5 separate regions of the Mus musculus genome follow, and all the other regions are linked to region 5. Evidence: chromatin contacts called from public HiChIP or PLAC-seq and promoter capture Hi-C data. All regions are on one chromosome and are shown on one strand. The core of a region is the stretch at or near the end of the contact, and the rest is flanking DNA. Distances in the headings are between cores, read along the strand shown. Region 1 holds the start of Alkal2 (ALK and LTK ligand 2). Region 2 overlaps Tpo (thyroid peroxidase). Region 3 overlaps Sh3yl1 (Sh3 domain YSC-like 1). Region 4 overlaps Sntg2 (syntrophin, gamma 2). Region 5 holds the start of Tmem18 (transmembrane protein 18).

The links. Promoter capture Hi-C pulls out the DNA fragments that hold promoters and counts their contacts. HiChIP or PLAC-seq counts read pairs in DNA pulled down with a chosen protein or histone mark.
Region 1: a contact with region 5 is called in an H3K4me3 HiChIP or PLAC-seq map of stem cell-derived neural progenitor cells, with 88 read pairs. The contact joins the promoter of Alkal2 here to the promoter of Tmem18 in region 5. A contact is called at or near these places in 28 of 39 promoter capture datasets (the 3T3-L1 cell line, 3T3-L1-derived adipocytes, the C10 cell line and 17 more), 11 of 15 datasets of contacts at CTCF or cohesin (CD8 T cells, the G1E-ER4 cell line, the NIH/3T3 cell line and 5 more), 251 of 484 Hi-C or Micro-C datasets (the 3T3-L1 cell line, 3T3-L1-derived adipocytes, the 63-12 cell line and 123 more), 59 of 115 datasets of contacts at active chromatin or transcription factors (the 230-238 cell line, CD4 single positive thymocytes, the NIH/3T3 cell line and 38 more) and 5 of 9 other capture datasets (adipose tissue, embryonic stem cells, embryonic tail and 2 more).
Region 2: a contact with region 5 is called in an H3K27ac HiChIP or PLAC-seq map of differentiating embryonic stem cells, with 5 times the contacts expected there. The contact joins the enhancer-like site here to the promoter of Tmem18 in region 5. A contact is called at or near these places in 6 of 39 promoter capture datasets (the 3T3-L1 cell line, cranial neural crest, embryonic stem cells and 2 more), 12 of 115 datasets of contacts at active chromatin or transcription factors (the 230-238 cell line, differentiating embryonic stem cells, embryonic basal ganglia and 4 more) and 2 of 9 other capture datasets (embryonic stem cells and pancreatic islet).
Region 3: a promoter capture Hi-C map of liver shows a contact between it and region 5, with 2.4 times the contacts expected there. The contact joins the enhancer-like site here to the promoter of Tmem18 in region 5. A contact is called at or near these places in 11 of 39 promoter capture datasets (3T3-L1-derived adipocytes, cranial neural crest, embryonic stem cells and 6 more), 1 of 15 datasets of contacts at CTCF or cohesin (embryonic stem cells), 3 of 484 Hi-C or Micro-C datasets (all in embryonic stem cells) and 3 of 115 datasets of contacts at active chromatin or transcription factors (the 230-238 cell line, embryonic stem cells and stem cell-derived neural progenitor cells).
Region 4: a promoter capture Hi-C map of liver shows a contact between it and region 5. The contact joins the enhancer-like site here to the promoter of Tmem18 in region 5. A contact is called at or near these places in 11 of 39 promoter capture datasets (3T3-L1-derived adipocytes, cranial neural crest, embryonic stem cells and 5 more), 2 of 15 datasets of contacts at CTCF or cohesin (large pre-B cells and stem cell-derived epiblast-like cells), 74 of 484 Hi-C or Micro-C datasets (the CH12 cell line, LSK cells, MC3T3-E1-derived osteoblasts and 41 more), 13 of 115 datasets of contacts at active chromatin or transcription factors (SST interneurons, VIP interneurons, astrocytes and 8 more) and 3 of 9 other capture datasets (adipose tissue, embryonic stem cells and pancreatic islet).

Annotation. Positions count from the first base shown.
Region 1 is chr12:30,882,810-30,885,671 of GRCm38.p6, reverse strand. Alkal2 (ALK and LTK ligand 2) reads right to left here and starts at 1,348. Exons shown (of 5, transcript NM_001159743.2): 1 at 633-1,348. The coding sequence starts at 888.
Region 2 is chr12:30,101,898-30,104,597 of GRCm38.p6, reverse strand. It overlaps Tpo (thyroid peroxidase), which reads left to right. Exons shown (of 17, transcript NM_009417.3): 7 at 488-694; 8 at 1,046-1,546. Among named protein-coding and RNA genes, the nearest start is that of Tpo, 29 kb to the left of the region's middle. Within about 2 kb of position 1,272, at least 30 of the 459 cell types and tissues checked have an H3K27ac peak or open chromatin away from gene starts, as enhancers often do. A contact at or near this core is called in differentiating embryonic stem cells, where this site is marked.
Region 3 is chr12:30,942,065-30,944,953 of GRCm38.p6, reverse strand. Sh3yl1 (Sh3 domain YSC-like 1) reads right to left here. Exons shown (of 10, transcript NM_013709.5): 7 at 2,825-2,889; 8 at 2,086-2,164. Among named protein-coding and RNA genes, the nearest start is that of Sh3yl1, 32 kb to the right of the region's middle. Within about 2 kb of position 1,508, at least 22 of the 459 cell types and tissues checked have an H3K27ac peak or open chromatin away from gene starts, as enhancers often do. A contact at or near this core is called in liver, where this site is marked.
Region 4 is chr12:30,213,571-30,216,270 of GRCm38.p6, reverse strand. All of the region lies in intron 14 of Sntg2 (syntrophin, gamma 2), which reads left to right. Among named protein-coding and RNA genes, the nearest start is that of Gm32084, 69 kb to the right of the region's middle. Within about 2 kb of position 1,305, at least 2 of the 459 cell types and tissues checked have an H3K27ac peak or open chromatin away from gene starts, as enhancers often do. A contact at or near this core is called in liver, where this site is marked.
Region 5 is chr12:30,583,148-30,585,866 of GRCm38.p6, reverse strand. Tmem18 (transmembrane protein 18) reads right to left here and starts at 1,424. Exons shown (of 5, transcript NM_172049.2): 1 at 1,305-1,424; 2 at 277-397. The coding sequence starts at 1,361.

The DNA of each region.
Region 1 (2,862 bases), core at 99-2,598, 300 kb before region 5:
TGCTCCTCAGTACACAGTGTGGCTAGAACTCTTTTGGGGCCCACAGTGACAGGACCCCACTCACTCTTCAGGTCATATTGCTGGGCAATCAAACATCCTTGGTTTCTCAGGTCCATATGTCAAGACTCAGTCTCATCAATTCTGTTTACGTGTTCAGGACCCCACCCCTTCCAGTCCTCGTGGTCCAAAGCCTTGGCCCTCATTCACTCTCTACCTTGTAGGTTGGCACTGTTGGACACCCACCAATTACCAACTCTCTCCCCCTCAGATCTACACTGTTGGGATACTCACTTTCTGTTCCTCATAGTCTACACTGCCCGGATCCTCATCCACTTTCCACTGGTCCATTCTTGCCACAGCTCAATTTTATTAACTTTCTGTACTTTGTGGTCTACACTGCTGCGGGACACTCCTCCACTCTGTTCCTCAGATACACACTGCTACGGCTCCCTCTTCTACACTCTGACCCCACAGTCTACGCTGCCAGATACTCACCTCTTGAGACTTTCTGCCTTTCAAAATCTACGCTGCCAGAACCCCCCGCCCCTTACTCTCTTTCATATTATGGTCTACACTGCTGGATTCTCACCCACTCTAAGCCCTCCACCAGTTCTACACCGAGGAACACTCACCCACTCTCTGCTCCTCTTGGTCTGCCCCATAATCCGTGGCCTCTCTGCGGCCCAGGGCAAAGTCGGACTCGCCAAGGAGCTGCAACCTCTTGGAGTCTCCTATGTGGAATTTCTTCAGCTCCTGGACCAGCTCAACTAGCAACCTCAGCAGCGTTTGCCGGTCTGCAGGCCCCCTGGACTGCGCTCGTCCCCGGTCCCCCACCGTGCTCAGCAGTAGCAGCAGCGCAAGGAGCATCGGGCGCCCGGACACGCGCATGGCCCTGGTGGCCTGTGTCGCGGGTCTTGGGACCCGCCGCCCCAGCAGCCGGCGCCCAAGTTTCCCGCACGCGGAGTCCAGGCGCAGCCTGAGCCCGCCGCACAACTTTCTTTCACAGCGGGGACGGCGCGCGGGGTCTTTGGACACCTCTTTGAGATGCGAGGCCACAGGTGACGCCCCGGGGGCTGCCGAGGTCCGGAGCCGCGGAGCAGATGGGCAGCCCTGGACTTGAGAGGTCCGGGCACCTGCCAGCGGTGGGCCCCGCACTGCCCTCGGGCACCTGCGCCCACGCCGTGGATCCCGCGTCGTCCTCGGGCACCTGATCACCAGAGGTCCCGCGTCTGCCGCGCTCCTCGGTCCCCCAGTCCCGACACTACTTGATGAGCTCCAGCCCCACTTGTCCAGCGCAGGGACACAGGACGCGCAGCTCCTACGGGGACAGCGCTCACCCTGCTGCTCCGAGTCCCGCTGTCCTCGGGCGCTTCTTATTCCCGCGGCCGCCGACGTCAGGCGGGTCCCCCGGGTTCCGAGCGCCGCTTTAATTAGAACCACGGAGCGCCGCTCTGGGGCGCGGATATTCGTCAGGCCCCTCCGCCTCTCGCTCTCTCATCCCCTCCCCTGTCCCCTCCAGGCCCAGTCTTCAGTCTCCGCCCCTCCCTCACGTCTCCACCCGCGTCTGGTCTCCCCCTCTCTTGTCCTTCCTCTGCCTCTCCTGTCTCCCTCTCCCGCAGTCTGTTTCCCTCCGTTCCTGTCACAAGTGACAGGATGAGCAGAAACGCCTTTACCGGGAACTGGGATCTGTTTTTGTCTAAATGTAGATCTTGGGCTATTTAAAAGGAGCTGCTTGATTGCCTCAACATTGAGTGTCATCTAGAGTCTGGACTTTCTGAAGAAGGGTTCTGCTGAATACAGGCAGGTTTCTGGTTCTGAAGAGGATGATGGGAGCAGGAGCGCCCTGCAGAAAGCCCCTCACTTGGAGGGACCCAAGCAGCCTACGAAGGTTCTTAGAGCAGTGACACTGCTGTACCACGCTGGACCCGGGGCCTGGTTGGCTCCAGAGCTCTTGCCACTCAAAGCTGCATCTTTAAGAAAGTTTGATCTTTTGGAAATAGCCAGGCACATTTGCAAGGGCTCAGCAATTTACTTGCCTGATTTTTTTTTTTTCCCTCTTGTGATAAGTATTACCAACTGCACAGTTTCCCATTTCATTGGTGCTTTCTGGGCAGGAGCTGGAAGTCCTCCAAGTCGGCGATCACATCGGGGAAAGGTGTTCTTAGTACAGCATCGGAAAGGGAGAAGGCAAGCATTAAAAGCCTTGATCTTTAACCCGCAGTTGCTCAGGCTGCTGCGAAGATGCAGTGCCTTACAGGTGCGCACCTGCACTGGCCAAGGGTGAGCAAGGGATCACTGTGTGCCAGCCCCTGCTCTGCACGGTTCTTGACTTCTAACTCCATTTCCCCTCTCCACCACCTTCTCCCTCCTTTCACTGGTTTTCTTTCCCTAGCAGATCAAGTGCCTGGTAGAGTGGGACCACGAGCTATGGGAGACCCTAACAATTTGATTTTCAAATTTGGGTTTTTTGTTTGTTTGTTTGTTTTAGCTTTAGTTTAGGGCTCCCCCCCCCAGTTTATTTAGTTTTGTTGCATGCAATATAGTTGAAAGACATAGGATCCTGATGAAATGCATTGCAAGACGAAGGAAGATTTCCTGAGAAACAGATCTCAAGCAGATAAGATGGGATACTTCTCCTTCCCTCCTTTTCTCTATCCCTGTAAGAAGGGACGTGAAGTTCTTCTGGCAATAGGGAGTCCAACTGTCCATCTGCTTTCTCCTTTAGCAGGTCAGCATCCACCATACTCTGGTATCTGCACATCTATGCACCACTAATCACCGTGCAATGGTGACTTGGAGAGTTTCTAGGTTATTGTGATCATATTTTGCTTAATCCCAAACTGTTTTAGATTTACCTAGACC
Region 2 (2,700 bases), core at 23-2,522, 480 kb after region 5:
GTCCTTTGAGAGGCTCTCGTGGGGAATCCCACTCCTTGACTTTCGCACATTTGTTTGTGGTTGGGGTGCTGAGCTTCACACACGTAACACAAGACAGATGCTTTTACCACTTACTATCTCTTAAGCCTCATCTTTCCTAACTTCTAAAGGCTACACGATGGCCTACTCTATGACTCCTCCAACGAAGTCTGCAAGGTGGAATCTATCCATCCATGTCTTCCACCCCAAGTCACAACTCTCTAACAATGGTCAAGAAGGCTCTCAAAAATTAAAGACCCATGTGACCAGACTGAATATCTCTGCATTCAAGCCCAAATGTGTCAGTCTTCCATCTTGGCTCTTCCCGTTATGGCCACAGCAACAGGTCTTTCCAGGGCTCTTCAGAGCCGTGAACAAGAGCCTCACCATGAATTTAAGACCTCAAGGTCTCCATTATTGATCACGGGGCAGTCTAACCACACCACTGCAAGCTGTTCTCTTTACCCAGGTACGGGAAGTGACAAGGCACCTCATTCAAGTTTCCAATGAGGCTGTGACCGAAGATGACCAGTACTCTGATTTTCTGCCGGTGTGGGGACAGTACATCGATCATGACATTGCTCTCACACCACAGAGCACTAGCACAGCAGCCTTCTGGGGAGGTGTCGACTGCCAGCTGACCTGTGAGAACCAAAATCCTTGCTTCCCCATACAGGTAATTTCCCTCAAGTCTTTATTGATTATGAAATGACATGTGACTTTTCAAACACTAAACAGAAAAGCTTAACATAAATGCAAAGTCTCCTTTGCCCCCATCCCCAGGAGCTTTCTACGTATTTACACTCCTTGGACATTCAATGCACTCCTTTTACAATTCCATTTTATGTGTGCAACTTATCCCATCACTCCCACACCATATGGTGTGTATGCTCTAAACAGGTATTGTCACTCAGCAATAAGTATTACTCCTTGCCCATCACCTAATCAACACAAATTTATTTTATGATTTAAGATTCTAAAAGGGCACACGAGCTGAAAGTGACATCTAGTCTCCCCTTTGCCACAGCTTCCCTCAAACTCCTCAGGGACCACTGCATGCCTGCCTTTCTACCGCTCCTCCGCCGCTTGTGGCACTGGGGACCAAGGTGCTCTCTTTGGCAACCTGTCTGCAGCCAATCCGAGGCAGCAGATGAATGGCTTGACCTCCTTCCTTGATGCTTCCACTGTGTACGGCAGCTCCCCTGGCGTTGAGAAGCAGCTGCGCAACTGGAGCAGCTCGGCAGGACTGCTGCGTGTCAACACTCTCCACCTAGATGCTGGCCGTGCCTACCTGCCCTTCGCAACAGCCGCCTGCGCTCCAGAGCCTGGTACCCCACGCACCAACCGCACGCCCTGCTTCCTGGCTGGAGACGGTCGCGCCAGTGAGGTCCCTGCCCTGGCAGCGGTACACACCTTGTGGCTGCGCGAGCACAACCGCCTGGCTTCGGCCTTCAAGGCCATTAACAAGCACTGGAGCGCCAACACTGCCTACCAGGAGGCGCGCAAGGTGGTAGGGGCACTGCACCAGGTATGTGCCTCTGTGCAGGGGCGGTACAGACAGGAAAACCTGGATGCTCCTAAGATGTGTCCGCAGGGCCATTGTGAGCCCAGGGGAGTATCCAGTGGGACCACCATGGGCTTTCTTAGTTTCTGACAGTGTCACCTTGGGATATTTAAGTGGGGATGTCCACAGCACAAGTTTATGTGAGCAAAGTGCTCCTACTACCAGGAGGCTCCTTGTGGCTTTGTTGTCCAAGCACTGGGTCATCTCTAGTAACTGTAAGCCACAGACCTCCTGCACCCTCAACTGTACCCAGAAGTAGACCCTTCAATGGCTGCTGCCTGGTACTTGGAACTCACAGAGCCAAACAGGTTATAGCTCCAATACCCTTAGTAGCAGGCCTGTGAGGTGGGTAAGTAGATGGATTCTGGCTTATTTCTGTTGTGGTAATAATGAAGTTCCTAGTCATTTCTGTCACGTTAAAGAACAGTTGATTTTTCGATCTTTATTTTATGATTCTTTTTAAAAACCAAAGGATCTTAAATGGAGATCCCTGTTGGTCATTGATCAGTTGTGCAAGAGAAAAATCATATTAAAAATCAATGCAGCGCTGATGTCACCATCTCCCTGGGTTGTGATGGAGGACTGAGTCACTTTATACTAACCCCTTCCCATGTCAGGTTAGAACAGGCTCTGTGCTGGGCACTTGACATCATGCCTGTGTCCTCACAGAGACCCTGTGGAGAAGATAGCTTTAATCTTGCCTAGCAAGGAATAGGAAGTGGGTGTTGTCCTCCTGTACATAGCTACAAGAGACAGCCTGGAGCGACTGACCTGCCATGGCCTTGGGCACCTGAGGACCAGGCATTAATCTTTGTGTTGCTGGGAGAATATGAGCGTCCAGAGGACATGAAGGCAGGCAACATTCAGTGCTGGAACATCTTTACCAACCCACTGAAGTAGTCCAACACTCCAGGACGCGTGCATACACGGTAGTGCGCATTGGGTGTCTGTCACCGCTGATTAAGGAGTCATGTGCATGATATATAGTGTGTTAAGGAGTCATGTGCACGGTGAATATGGTATCTGCACTCAGTATGTGTGTGCTTTGTGTGTCTGCGTGGCATTTGTCATGTGAGTTTAAATTGCGCCATGCATCTGTTCTGTGTGTATGTTTCTGT
Region 3 (2,889 bases), core at 259-2,758, 360 kb before region 5:
GGCTTCAGTGGGAGGGGATGCACTTGGTCCTGTGGAATCTTTATACCCTAGAGAAGAGGGATGCTAGAATGAGGTGGGAGTGGGTAGATGGATGGGGGAGCACCCTCTTAGAGGCAAAGGGGATGTGGGATGTGGTGAGGGGCTCGTGGAGGGGGGAACAAGAAGGGAGACATTTGGAATGTAAATAAATAATTAATTTAAAAACCTTAATTTTTAAAAATTAAAACAGGTATGATGAGAGAAGAAGAAACCTAGGTGTCTATAAAACCTAGTTATGTCGGGTGTGACATGGTTGCCAATGTAGCTGCATGACATAGTTTTGGGTGCAGGAGCACCGTCAACCTGTATCATGCATTTCTATCTTTCTAGTATGCAGATGGCATTGCTCTCTCTTGTATGCTTGTCTGTTTTGCCTTTTAAAAAATATCATCTTTGTCCTCAGATAGAACTCTGGTCGAACTTTCTGGGAAACAGAGTGAGAGCATTACTGGAGAAGGAAATGGCTCTGGTGTCCATAGCAACAAACTGCTCAGGCCCTGGCCACCCAAGCAGCCGACCCAGGCATAACAGGACAAGGGGCTCTGCATGTGAAGGCCTTAATTGTTCTCTGGGAAATCTTAGCCAACCCATGATGACTGAGTTGTAGCAGCAGATATATGAAGCAGGAAATGTTTTTTGAGAAGCCTGAAGCTTTAGTAATTAAGAGATTTGAAGACCGCAAGGAAAAGAAACACTGGGCCTGGGTCACTAAGGACAGGGATGCCCATAGAAAACACAAGGGACAAGACAGAGAAGAACTAGCTGGGTCAGCTGGACTAGCAAGCTGACCTTCTAGAACGGATTTGACACCCAGGCATCGCCTGCCTAAGGAAAATAGGGTAGAGTTTTAAGAGATAGAATTTGGGCCTGTGATGGAGCCCTGGAGGAAGTAGCAAGAGGAATTACTATTGCATATGGAGAAGTTTGAAAAGCATTGTAGAAATACATGTGAGCTTAATTAAGAGATTTTGCAAATTTAAGACAAGTTAAAAATATTACCATTACCCTAGCCTATTTAGCGTCGTTCTGTCACGCTGGTACTCTAACCTCAAGTTCACACCCAGATGACCTGGGATTTGGAGGTTTTTCTGAGAGTCAGAAGTTAATGTGTAACTTGCCTTAGCAGACACTGGACTATGACTTTGTGTGTGCACTGTGCTTTCTGGTGGCACAGTCACATGGGGGTTCCAGGAAAGCTAATGAATTGGCCTGAGGAAAACAGTGGAAAGGCTTTGATTATGTATTATTGTATAACAAGGAAGTGTGCTACCAATAAAAGACTGAGGTGAACTCAGAGAGTGAAAAAACGAGAGAGAGAGAGAGAGAGGAGAGAGAGAGAGAGAGAGAGGAGAGAGAGAGAGAGAGAGAGAGAGAGAGAGAGAGAGAGAAAACAAGCTGCCTCCAAGTGCAGTTTCAGAGCAGCAATGAGTCACCTGTCAGCTTGCACCTTTGTCACTGCCTGAGGCTGAGAACCCGGAAACGACTGAGGCTGTCCTCAGCATAGCTATACCTAGTTCACTTCATGGAGACCATGTACAAGCACATACAGCGAAATAAATGGAAGTTTTAAAGATTGCTTTATTTTTATTTTATCTGTATGAATGTTTTGCCCGTGTTATGTGAACCACACATGTGCACTGCCCACGGAGACCTGAAGAGGGCGTCCAGACTCCTGGAAATAGAGTTACAGACGTTTGAGCTGCCATGTGGGTGCTAGGAATGGAGACAGTTTCCTCTGCGAGAGTGCCGAGCGGTATTAAATGCTGAGTAATTTCTCAAGCCCCATATGATAAAAAATTAAATATAAATATAAATCTCATTGCAGATTTAAGAAAATACCTTATTAATGAGAGATGTCTTCACATATTACATCAGTGAAGACTTGTGTATGAAAGCCCCTGTTATGGCTTTGAAGATGCTGAACCTTCATTTTTCTCTTAAATGTTCTTCTATTCGATATTAAAATATAACAAAGGTTAACTGTTTTCTTAATACATAATAATTATTTAAATATTATTATATTTAAGCTGCAACAGCAGCACTTACCCTGGGAGCCAGCATTCAGCTGTACAGGTGGGTGGGCTGGCTGGGGCCTTGAAGATGGTTTTGGAGGTAATTCTTTGGCCTGGGAGGCACAAGAATAAATACACAACATTTAAAAATCTACTTTTACTTATGAGAATAGGATGACTTTGCTTCCAAGCTGTTCATTGATCAGGTTTCTGCCTTTGTATTTATTAACTGGGCTCCTAGAAACTCGTATGTATGCAGGGCTGGATGTGAGACTCTAACGTGGCTGACCTAGTGCACTGCAGCACGTGGGCCCCTCCCTCTCTGATGAGTGTGTGTGTGTGTGTGTGTGTGGTCTAGTACACTCTATCAGTACAGCCGGTCCCCCTCTGACAACTGTATGTGGTTTGTAGGGGGCTGTAACTCCAGTGATATAGTCACAGGGAACAGTCAGCAGAGAAAGGCAGTGAGAACTTAAACTCTATACTTCAATTTCACTCTGCACAACAGGAACAAAGTAGGGACCAAAGAAAGAAAGTCACAGCTAGGATTGGTTCTCCGATGTTACCAGACTTCATCCTAAGAGACATACAATTATAGATGATAAACTATTTTTAAAATCTCTACCTGCCAAACCTCTAGGACATTTCTGAAGACGTTACATAAATGAATCATAAAGGAAGTTCAGTGTATTGCTGGGAACTTGCGCTCAGAGCTGTGCTAAGACAGAACCCCTCATGTTCACTGAGAGAGACGTGAAGCCAGGCCACAGCACCTTCCTCTGCTCCCGGGCTACTTTCTTCAAATTGATGCGCTGCCCTTCAGTTTCATATTTCTCAG
Region 4 (2,700 bases), core at 56-2,555, 370 kb after region 5:
CCTTGAGCAAAGGTGCTTCGTTAGAATATTGATGGATGTTGCTGTTGCGCTCAGTGCCATGGGAATACGAACCTAAGCAAAGGAAGGAAAAGCTGTAACAGTGTTAACTCTTCTAAAGCTCTTCGCCTGTCTGCTGCTGTGCTCATCTGTTGACGTTCTTGTTGTTTTGAGACATGAATTTGCTGTGCAAACTAAAGCTTAGCTGCCCCTTCCATCTTTCGTCTACTCCCATGCATGTGTAAACAGCGTGGAGAGCAAACGACAGTGGAGACTCCTCTGTAGTGAGCTAGTCACTGACTCTACTGCATGCAGTCTCTCTTCAGGTTTGCTAGCCTCCTCTTGGGCCTGCCTCATGACTGGCCACAGCCAGAAAGTGCGCCAACTCCTTAGACTCCAACAAGAGTCTGAATACACCCTGAGCGCTGTGGTTAGAACACCCTCCAGTTAAAGGCACCACAGCCTCTTGTCTCAGGCCTAGCATCTCTTACCCTCATTACCTCTTCTCCCTGAGCTGCCTTAGCCCTTCTCTCTCCATCCCCCGGCTGCGTCTCCCCTCCCACTGTTGGCCCCAGTCTATATGCATATGAAACTCTTATCCTTTTCCCCATAGGTAGGAATGTGTAGTTTCTGGACAAAGCCCTGTGCAGCTTCCTTGTCTTCTTCTACCAATGGGGTAGAACACAATTCTGTTATACTGGGCAGCGGGACAATGGAGTCAAGAGAACCAGGTCACCAGGTATTAGGAAAAGAAGCCTCAGGATTCATTCAGATCAGAGACTAGACAGACAGAAGCCACTGGGGCAGATAGACAACTGATCCCCGACCTCTCCCTGGTTGCTGGCCCAGAACTATCTGCCCAGTGGCACAGATCAGTCACACTGAAAAAGGCACACTTGGGCTGCCCTCATCCTCAAATACCTCAGTAGGGTAACTCTGCAGTTGGAGACCCCTACAAGATACATTCAGACAAAGGATGGGAGAAGATGTCATGCTGGGAGCAGAGAAATGGGTGTCCAGTGGCCTCTGCAGCCTGCCTGCCTGAGGACAGTCTGCTTCATCTTTGCTGTGTTCGAAAATAAGTTGGTTTCCCTTTCAGTGTCTTCCCTCTAGTTACTAGTTGCACAACAGTTACCTCCTTCTAAGAGATAACGGGGTGTTTTCAGTGGGGCATGTTTTCCCTTACAGCAGACACTTACTGAATTATCACCTTATGCCGTGGATTCTGCATTCCTCAGGAGTCACAATTCTAGTTGAAGCCAGACAGTACAGTGTGAACCCAAGCTAGCACCTAAGCCAGGAAATTGGCCTATGACCCTTGAACTTGAATACCAACATGTAATCATTCTTGGGTTAGGTAAATAAATGTTCTCATCAGAGTGAGGGTGTCACATATGGTCAAATCACAAAAGCACAAGCATGTTAGGGTCTATGCTGTTGGCTGCCTTATCATGCCTGTATCTATGTGAGTGTGGTCTGTGCCTAATTGTTATTTGAGGACACCAGAAGGTGCCACAAGGACTTCTGAGGACACAGCACTCATAGTGTAGTAGCTGCTGTGAAATCAAACATGATCTGAGTAATATCAGTCTGTATTTACACAGGAGCAGGTTGCACCTTAGGGAAGAATGTTTGTTTTAAGTGGAGATTAGGTCCTCAGAGCCAAGGACATGCCATACCAGCATCTTTGCTTATCCAGTGGGCTTTACCTTCATGAGCAAGTGTGTGGACAAAATGAAGTAACACCATGTGGCAGGTGTGCAACACTTCATTGCTCTATGTAGCCATGATGCTTTACTTCCAGCACAGGAGGGCTCAGTATTGTGACTTTGCTATCATTTCTAATATTATTTCTTCAGGAGAAAGATTTCCAACACTGAAGCTCAGTCTTAATGTGCACACGTCATGTCCTATACCCTTCCTGGAACACCCTGTTTCTGGATTGTTGCTATAGTTAAAAATTTATCTTTACCTTGAATATAGTCTCTTGGACAGGTATAAAGAAGACAGGCCAAGCAGGACACTTAAGTGATGATTGGGTCATGAGGACTCTGCTCTAGTTGATAGAGCATTTCAGGGATTAATAAATTAGCAGATTAGCAGGTTTATGAGTTATATAGAGTTGGGTCTGTTGGAGAAAAAAAACAGACTGTCTCAATGTCTTGTATGCTATTATGGGACTCTGTGGTCTCCATATCACTGAGATAACCTTTATCTCTGGATAAGCAGATCTCCAAACCATGAGCTTAATGAGCCTTTCTGGACTGTGGAGATGTCTCTGTCTGGAAAGTGCCTGCACCGAGGCATGAGGACCCAAGTTAGATATGTAGAACTCACATTAAAACCAAGCTGTGTGTGGTGACTTACTGGTACTCCCAGCCCTGGAGAGACAAGGACAAGAAGCTCCACTCCGTAATAGCAAGCCTAGACTGCTTGGTAAGTTCCAGGCCTGCGACCCTCTCTCCCAAAGAAGCTTCAGAGAACCTGAGGAGTGTCAGCTGAAATTGTCCTCTGGTCTCCCTACATGTATACACATGAATCCTTACACATAAATCTGTACACATATGTACATGTAAACAGAAAATAAAAATGAATCCATGAACTTGTCTTTGTTAGTTACCCAATCTGCAGCATTTAGCTAAGGTAGTGGGAAATGCACTGCAACAATTCCCTAAGTATAATGAATATGATTATAACAGGTGC
Region 5 (2,719 bases), core at 175-2,674:
TAACCCCAGCAAGAAAACATCTACATGAGAGATAAATTGCACTGAACTCAAAGCAGGAATTATCTGTGTAAGAGTCAGCATAAGAGAATCAACATCTTAGTGTACAGATGTTTGGCATCCTTAGTGACCAACCTAGAACATGTCCAAAGATTACTTCATGATCTCCATATAGAAATGAAGGCTTGGGAAACGCTGTGAAAACACAACGCAAACAAACCCAGGGGCAGTATCGCAGCAATGAGAGTGAGCAGAGGGATTCAAGGTTCTCCTACTCACCCAGACACAGGAAGTGCCCGATCTGTAGCTTATACCTCTGTGAGGAGAAGCAAGTGAGAAGGAGGCACAGCAGGTGGAAGGCAAGGAGTCCTAGGAGCCACGGCTCTGTCCAGTCTGTCTCCTGTGAGGAGATAGCGTTAGAAACCTGGAGGGCAGCGAAACGAAACTGCTTTCCTGTGGGGAGTGGGAGCTACTGGTCCCTTCCATTGAGTTTGGGGGTCTTCCATTGGTGTTTGTATACAACCAGAACTCTCAGACAAGCAGGAGCAAGCGAGAGGAAACAGCGATGCCTCAATTGCAAACACAGTCACAGATTTTTATATAAAGATTTTAAAGTCTGAGCACACAGGATGGAAACTACTGTCCACTTGCCTCTTTGGACTGGGTGAAATCTAGAGGGTTATTATCAACTAAACTAACGAGCTAAGTAAAGTCATGTTAACTTGGAATGTGTGAAGCTGCGTACACCAAGCTCCTCTGTGCATGGAGGTCTGGAAATGAGAGCCATCCTAACCTGCAGAGCTGACTGTCCCTGACACTTCTGCACCATGCAGCCGGCTAGTGTGCTTTGGGGTCTTAAGTACAGTCCCCAAGGCTCCAATCTTTCTGATTCTGTCTCCAACTAATATTAAGTTCCTAGTCCCGACTTCTTAGAGCTTCCCATGCCATTTTCCAAGGGCACGGCTCCGCAAGGCAAGACCAGCTCCTCTATCTGGAGCCCTAAAGCTCTTGGGGACAGCTTGAAGTCCAGTTACTGGGTAACGCTCATCTCTTCTGTGCCACATCGGAAAGACAGCGCACTTGAGAGTCTCTCCAGACACTGGCAGGGAAGTCAATGTATGGCGCTAAGACGCCACCGGGGTGAACACTGGTGTTGGGGACTCAGAGGACGGCCGGTGCGCACCCGGGAGCTGCCCCATCCAGCGGAGCAGGGAGCGGCTTCAGGCAGCCCGCCCGCCCCTGCGCAGTTCTCGCAAGAACTAGCAAACCCCACCAAACGCCGGCGCCACTTAGAGCCTGCGAGTTACCATGATCACCGCAGGGATGCTGACTGGGAAGGATCGGACTGAGTATGCGGACGACATCGCGCCAGGGATCCCAACAGCCGGGACGAGTCCGCAGCTTCCGACAGCCGGGAAAGGCGCTTAGACTTCTCGCGAGATCTACGGGTACGAACCTGGCGCTTGGCTCTTCTCGCGAGAGTTCTGACTTTTTTTTTTTTTTTTTTTTTAAAAGAGCGTCCAACTTTCGTTATTGCAGTAGTGCATTTCTGTAAGAAGTGTCAACGTGCTCACCTAGTTCTGTTTCTTCCAGACTGCCCAGAAAGCGGAGGGTTCGTGGGTTCCACAGATGCAGCCGGCGGCTGGGGAGAGTTTGCCAGGGTCCGATGGCATCCTTGCTCCAGTAGCCCGCCAGGCAGCCGGCAGGAATCCCACTTCTACCCCAGTGGGATAAGGACACCAACCCACCCACAAAACTTTTCACCTCAAATTTGTCTTGCCTAAAAGAAATGCAGGCACAAAGATGAAGCAGAGACTGGAGGAATGGCCAACCAATAACCAGCCCAACTTGAGACCCATCCTATGGGCAAGCACCAATCCCTGACACTATTAATGATACCCTGCTATGCTTGGGGACAGGAGTCTAGCATAGCTGTCCTCTGAGAGGCTCCAGCCAGCAGCTGACTGAGACAGATGCAGAGACCCACAGCCAAACACTGGACTGAGGTCGGAGACTTTTATGGAAGAGTTGGGGGAAGGATTGAAGGTCTTTAAGGGGCTGGGAACCCCACATGAGGGCCAAAAGAGTAACTAACCTGGACCTCTGGGAACTCTCAGAAACTGAGCTGCCAACCAAAGAACACACATGGGATGGACCAAGGCCCCTGAAACATAAACAGCAAAGGCGCAGCTCAGTCTCCATGTGCACACACACACACACACACACACACACACACACACACACACACACACACACAACTGGGGCAGAGGCTCTCCTAAAGCTGTAGCCTGACTGTGGTATCCATAGCCCAACAGGCCTCAGTGGGAGAGGATGTGACTAATCTGGCAGAGACTTGATGCACCAGGGTTGGGGGAATACCCAGTGGGGGCTCACCCTCTCAGAGGAGATAGGGAAGGTGGGAAAGGGTCTCTGTGAGGGGTGACCTGAAGGGGGTAGCGTTTGGGATGTAAATAAAATGAAATAAAAAGTCCCAGGATGAATATAGTGTCAGGTCTCACCATGCTGGATAGATAGCAGCTGAATCCTATAATCCACACAGCCCTTACCCAGAGAAATGGGCTGCCAATGGTGTCTGTACCACAGGATTCCTGTCCCACGAAACCGAGATAGACATTCCATCAATAGGACATAGTGAAGCAGCCCTATCCAGTAGACTGGTGCATATGGTATCTGCCCCCAAGGCCAGCAATGAATATACAGT